Linked DNA regions of Mus musculus: region 1 is linked to region 2. The links are chromatin contacts, called in public promoter capture Hi-C maps. All regions are on one chromosome and are shown on one strand. The core of a region is the stretch at or near the end of the contact, and the rest is flanking DNA. Distances in the headings are between cores, read along the strand shown.

Region 1 (3,319 bases), core at 260-2,759, 330 kb before region 2:
GGTACCACCCACAGTTCGCTGGGGCCTCTAACACCCATCATTGATCAAGAAAATGCCCCGCATACACGTTCCAGGCCACTCTGATAGAGCTAACTCCTGAATTGAGAGTCCCTCACTCTCAGTGAGGTGACTGTGGTTCATATCAAGTTGACAGAAACAAAGCAGCACATGAGCATTACCCATAACCCTCTGGTGGACTAGTCATCTGCTGCCATTGGCCACCCAGACTAAAAGGAGAAATGACAACATATGAAAGTTGGCTTTTTCTACAGACACTGGATAATTTAAAACACATCTATGGTACATTTGAAGATCAAAAAGTCAGACTCTGCAGAAAGAATTAACATTTATATCAGTGGAACTTATCACTAAGAATCAAATCCAAAGACAATTTCTTTGGCTTTTAAACTGTAGTAACACAAAGTAGACAAATCTTGGCTCTCTTAGGTAAAAGTAATGATATTGATCAGAAATAACGGGGCTATGGGTTCATAACAAAATTACTAGAGTCTGGAAAGCTCGTTCCTTATCGAGTTCCCTTGCATGCTGTCATGCCTTAGACACCATCACACCCATCATACCTCACCAAATAGCTAAGACTTGATTTCAATTGAGCCCTTCAAAAATCAGAGGTGGAGGCCTAGGGGGACAGCTCAGCAGTTGGAGCCTTTGTCACCTTTCTGGAGGACCTGGGTTCTATTCCCAGCACCCACACAGTTGCTCTAAATCTTCTTTAACTCCAGTTCCGGGGGATCTGAATCCTGTGCTCTTTTCTGGCCTCTGAGGGTACCAGGCTCACACATGGTACACAGACATACATGAAGGCAAAATAAAATAATAAAAATAATAAAATTGAAAAATCAGAGGCAATGAGAATGGTCAAGTCCACAGATAATAACCTAAGTTCAAAAGAAAATTGTAAACTTATGATTTTTAAAAGGCCTGCCTATTACAATAACCAGATCTCAGATTAAGGTTTTACTCACAGATTTCAAGCTATGATAAATCCATTCATTCAAATGAGATTGCCTGGGAAGCATTAACTGAAAAGCCATTAAGACCACTTCTGCCTTCTCCCCACCTCCTTGAGTAATAGTTTAAGAAAGCACATTTATCACATTACTTAAGGCCTTTTCCCTCACTTACAAGCATAAACATTTCAGGTCAGTGAAAAACGGCCACCACAAGCTTCTAGACAGTCACAACTTCTTGCCCATTGTCACACATAAGTCAGAATCAGAGTCACATGACCAATGACAGTCTGTCTATTATCATTGCTGTTATACCCCATATACCTAATATGAACTTTAAATGAACAGGTTTTTTTTTTCCAGTAAACAACAAGTTTTGCCTTCATGTACACATGTCTGTGGGCTACATGTGTGCCTGGTGCCCACAGAGGCCAGAAAACAGCATCAAATTTCCTGGAACTGAAGTTACAGACAATTGTAAGCTGCCAAATAACTTCGGGGAATTGAAACCTGCCCTCTGGACAAACATTGTGCAAATGTGACTTTTATTCACCTGATATAACTGTCATCTCCGAAGCTTACTGCCTCCATCTGTTAACTTAGACCTAGTCCTGGAAGCTTCTGGCCTCCATACAATCACATCTAGGCCTCAGATGTTTTCAGCCTCTGAGACTTGCTACTGAATAAGTTCACACCTTCCCCAGTTCTTTCTGATCCCCGGCTGGCTGGTTCAACTCAGCTGTTTGGCTCTAACTCCACTCAAAGCTGGCTGATTCAATATGGCTTCTCTCAGTTTCTCACTAAACCGCTCTGCTTGGCCTCATACTAACTTTGACAACATGTTCTAATCTTCTGGCTCCTTCTCGTTCTCTGGCTCACTCTGCCTTCACCTGTGTCTAGCTTGCTTCTGCAAAACTCTCCTGGTAAACCTGCTCACTCTCTCTCTATCTCACCCCAACCACACTGCTCTTTCATAAGTAGCTTCCCTTTCCTCTCTCTTCACATGAGAGTTGGGTGTATTCTATTCTATCAAATCTTTCTCTGGTTTGTCACTTTTCTGCCACTCTATTAGACAATCACTTTTAAACATGGGTGCGTCCATCTACAAACTAACTTTACCTTCATTGTTTGAGATTAGAGGTGTATACTAAGCGTGTCTATATTCCAGACAGATGAATCAAAGGTGTGTACTGTACTAAGGGATGAGCCACACACCACAACCAGAAACAGTTTTTTTTTCCCAGTAAACAACACACTGTGATCAAATACCCTGCAACTGCACTATATGCTCTTAACCACTGAGTCATCTCTCCTGCCTCTAATATAAATTGTCCTAGGATCCTTCTCTACCAGACTGTGGTGGTTTCAATGAGAATGGTGTCCACAGGATCACAAATTTGAATGATTGGTCACAAGGGTGTGGCACTATTTGAAAGAATTAGGAGGGATGGCCTTATTGGAGAAAGTATGACATTGGAGATCGTCTTTGAGGTTTCAAAAGCCTAAGCCAGGCCCAGGGGCATTCTCTTCCCACTGTCTGAAGATCTGAATGCGGAACTCTCAGCTATTCCTCCAGTACTGTGTCTGCCTGCATGCCACCATGCTTGTGATACACAAGTTATTCAAACATAGCACTAATTTCACACTGTAACTATATAGAACTTGACCCTTTTTAAAGACTTGAACACATGACTATGCAGAGAAGCAAGCAATGTAAGGCTAGGACAGTAGCTGGTTTCTCTAAAGCAAAATGAAAGCAATGGCGCAGCGACTGTCTCCCCTCAGTAGCAGAATCCGTGTGTCCTCATCATGGCATCGATGCTTTCGCGCTCCACTAGAAGAGCACATTGTTTCTGCTGTAAAGGATTTCGAAAAGGAATTTTTCAGATTCCGTATCTTACTACCTCAACCCTAGACCACCCTATGTGGAAGCAAACCGAATGGTGCTATGTGATTTGTCTACTAATTCCACCAAGTAATATCACAGCATGAACAAAGCCCACACGATATAAATAAAACAGAGGCAAGGACACTTCTGCCAGCCTGCTGTCTGCACGCTACTTATAAAGAGAAACACCAGGTATAGTGGCACACACTTGTAATCCCAAACCCAGGAGGACCAGAGTGAGATCGGGCCAGCCTGGACTACACAGTGAAACTTTATCTCAAAAAAAAAAAAAAAAAAAGGATGATAAGGGGGCAGGTAGGTACATTCAAACCTGGGCTATACTTACGGCACTTTAGTCATGTTCTCCTAAGTTCATGTTTTTTAAATGGAGTCATTTCTATTTCCTGTCTTTAATGCTCGGCTCCAGTGGGGAGGTACAGACTAAGCCCAGCATCAGAAA
Region 2 (3,507 bases), core at 320-2,819:
CAGCTTAATAGCTATGTTTCTGCACAGTTTTTAAACTAATTTTTTTTTCCCAGACAGGGTATCTCTGTGTAACCATGACTGTCCTGGAGCTTACTCTGTAGTCCAGGCTGGCCTCGAACTCAGAAATCCACCTGCCTCTGCCTCCCGAGTGCTGGGATTAAAGGCGTGCACTACCACTGACCGGCTAAACTAAATTATTTATTTATTTATTTATTTATTTATTTATTTATTTATTGGCATGCACGTGCCACAGAGGGTCCTCCATTCTAGCTTGCAGCAGGTGGCATGAGGGGGGGGCACTGAGTCTCACGTGTTACTTTTTCGTATGTAGGTGTTTTGTCTGCATGGGTGTCAGCAGGAGATAGAGCTCAGGCAGTGGCTTTAAAGACAGCTGAGGACAGCCATGTGACTGCTGGAAATCAAACCTGGGTCCTCTTAATCACTAAGCCAACTCCCCAGCCCTTTGTTTCCCTTTTTAATGAAAAACTGCGACTCAAACGAGTAACGCCCTTAAAGGTGACACCAGCCAGCCAGGAAAGGAAGTACTTAGGAGTTGTACCTCAAGGGCAAGGGACCCAGAAAAAGGTTTCAAAAAAACCTTAATTTCAATGTCTGTGCCCAGGAAGACACTGAGAGGGCAGGTCTACACATCTTACAGTTCCAGAAAGCTTCATGCAGACAGCAACAAAACACAGAGCTTTGTAACAGCCATTCGGCCAAATCTGGAATCCTTTCCCTGTAACCCCACCAACTGGAAAGCTGAGACAGACAGGATTATTAGTTTGAGACCATCCTGAATTGCAAAGTGAAACTTGTACAATGCATACATGCTAATACACACACACACACACACACACACACACACACACACACACACTGGAGATACAGTTCAATGATAAAGCTCAAAGCCCTGGGTCCTGTCCTCAGCACTGCAAAGATCAGTCAACCAACCAAACCAACCTTGCCCTAAAGAAAAGTTGTAATTAAAATAGCGTGTGTGTGTAGGATGTAGAAAAGTCACCAGATGCGATTGTACAGATTTGTAATCGAAATACTTGGGACTTGGGAGGTGAAGACCAGAGGATGAGGAGTTAGCATGGAGAGAGTACTGACCAGCAGGCTGGAAGCCATGCATCCACCCCCAGTACCGCTTAAACCCAGGCTAGAAGAGACTAGAAACCCTGCGGAGAGAGTGGGGGTTGGGGGGGGGGGCGGATGAGAGAGGGGAAAGAAAAAAAAAAAAAAAGACAGTGACCTGGAGAGGGGTTGCTGCTACTGGAAATGTGGAAAGGGGGAACCGGAAACGAAGGCCTCCACTGGCTGCTGATTTTGAAAAGCTACGCTGGAATAGGGTCGCTAATTTGAGACCTCCGGTAAACAGAGACAACACTGGGGAAGTCGGCGCCACTTAGGGAGCAGTGATGGGCTGGGGACCCTCAGGCCACAGCTCTTGCACACTCAGCAGCCAGGATGCAGCTGCCGCCACGCCCACTCCACGGCGGTGCGGAGAGCAGAGCCCGGCGGAGCCAAACCGAAGCGAGCCGAGCCGGTGGCAAACTGGGGCGCAGACTCCCGAGTGACGCAGCGTCACGCAGCAGTCACTCCCCGGCTGCACTCACCATCGCGTCCTCCCGGAGGTCCTAAGAATGCCTCCCTCCCGGTTCCCGGTTCCCCGCAGGGCACAGCAGGACCCGGGCGGGGGCAGACAGCCTGAGTGACAACTACCGAGACAGACCCGACCACCCGAGCCTCGCGAGTGAGAGACTCAGTCTCTTTGGTGGCTTTGCGTGGCAGCGTCCCGCCCCGGCTAGCGGCGCGTCTCCTTGGACAGTTACTGCAGTCCCGCCCCTTCGCCCTGCGCATCGAGGGGAGAAAAACTAGGGTTAAATTTGCTCAAGACAATTGCTCAGGTTGCTGTGGATTGCAACCCCTTTGGGGGCTGGAGACGGGGATCGAAAGACCCTGTTAAAAAGGGTCGTTTTACGAGCATCACAAGACACAGGGTTTTGTTTTGTTGTTTTAAGACACGGTTTCTCTGTATGACCCTGGCTCTCCTGGAACTCACTCTGTAGTAGAGGCTGGCCTCTAACTCAGAAATCCGCCTGCCTCTGCTGGGATTAAAGGAGTGTGCCTCTGTCACCGAGCTAAAACATATATTTACATTACAATTCATAACACTAGCAAAGTCATAGTTATGAAGTAGCTATGAAAATAATTGTATGGCTTGGGGTTACCATAACATAAGGAACTATATTTAAGGGTCGCAGCATTAAGAAGGCTGAAACCATTGCTCTAGAATCTCAAGTCGATTGGGGCTACTGAGGAGAAACATAAAGGCTTTTTTATTTTTTATTTTTTGGACATAGGGTCTCATGTAGCCCAGACTGGCCTCAAGTAAGCTGTGTGGCCGAGGATGTACTTGAACTCCTGGTCCTTCTGTCTCTTGAACGCTGGGATTACAGGTGTGTATGCTTTCATACCCAGCTGGGTTTATGGTGTGTTGGGGATGTCACCGAGGGCCTTCTTCCTGGTAGCCACTCTACCCAAAAGGCTCTACCTCTAGTCATTGGCTTCCAACTCCCTGAGTACTCAAATTTCTTTCATGGGCCACCAGGACACCTTTCTGAGTCACTAAGGAGTGTGGTCCCATTAGTTTTTCGGTAGACGGGTCATGACGGTATTAATAGATCACCTGTGTTGTCTTTCAGGAACTCTGAGCTTGCTTTTGTTCATCTCAAACTACTAAAAGTTTTAGAACAGGATCGATGGAAAGTAAGAGGCGGACCTCCACAGAGGTCCTTTGGCCAGGACAATGAAGGATATTTACATTACAATTCATAACACTAGCAGAGTCATAGTTATGAAGTAGCTATGAAAATAATTTTATGGCTTGGGGTCAGAGCTTGGGGTTTTGTAGGACAGCAAAGGGAAGTTCGGGGTGGATGATCCCATCTGCAGATCTGTTACCTCGAGAAGCCTCGGCGGTGTAGATACAGAGGAACACCGGTGTGGTCCGAGCTCCGGTGTGCAGATGTTATCAGCCTGTCCGGTTTCCCAGTCAATAACCCTTCAGAAAACACCCACTGCTCATTACTAAGGGCAGAATGCCTGTGAGGAAACCAGAGATGTAACTTCAGTTAACAGAGTCCTTCCTTGCCTAGGATTCAAGAATCCCTGGGTTCAGTCCCCAGGGATTAAGAAAATAAAAAGGCCCAGTGTGGTGCTGCTTTCCTTTAACTCAGCCCTCCAGAGGCAGAGCCAGAGCCAGAGGCAGAGGCAGGTAGGTCTCTGAGTATGAGGCTAGACAGGTTTATATATCAAGCTCCAGGCCAGCCAAGGATACACAGACTATGTTTCAAAGAGATAAAATAATTTTAAATTATTTCTGGAGGGGAAATGCACATTACGGCATGGGTGTGATGTACTTAGACCCCTGCATGCATGGCAGGTGGAGGCCCAGGGGTGGTCTGACCTCACATGCTGTCTTACGTAACGGCTTCTCCTCAT

What was found. Promoter capture Hi-C pulls out the DNA fragments that hold promoters and counts their contacts.
Region 1: a promoter capture Hi-C map of liver shows a contact between it and region 2, with 2.6 times the contacts expected there. The contact joins two enhancer-like sites. A contact is called at or near these places in 3 of 39 promoter capture datasets (liver, neutrophils and pre-B cells) and 1 of 115 datasets of contacts at active chromatin or transcription factors (double positive thymocytes).

The regions. Positions count from the first base shown.
Region 1 is chr9:22,491,016-22,494,334 of GRCm38.p6, reverse strand. All of the region lies in intron 2 of Bbs9 (Bardet-Biedl syndrome 9 (human)), which reads right to left. Among named protein-coding and RNA genes, the nearest start is that of Bbs9, 17 kb to the right of the region's middle. Within about 2 kb of position 1,509, at least 2 of the 459 cell types and tissues checked have an H3K27ac peak or open chromatin away from gene starts, as enhancers often do. A contact at or near this core is called in liver, where this site is marked.
Region 2 is chr9:22,163,098-22,166,604 of GRCm38.p6, reverse strand. No RefSeq gene overlaps it. Among named protein-coding and RNA genes, the nearest start is that of Pigyl, 8.0 kb to the right of the region's middle. Within about 2 kb of position 1,569, at least 232 of the 459 cell types and tissues checked have an H3K27ac peak or open chromatin away from gene starts, as enhancers often do. A contact at or near this core is called in liver, where this site is marked.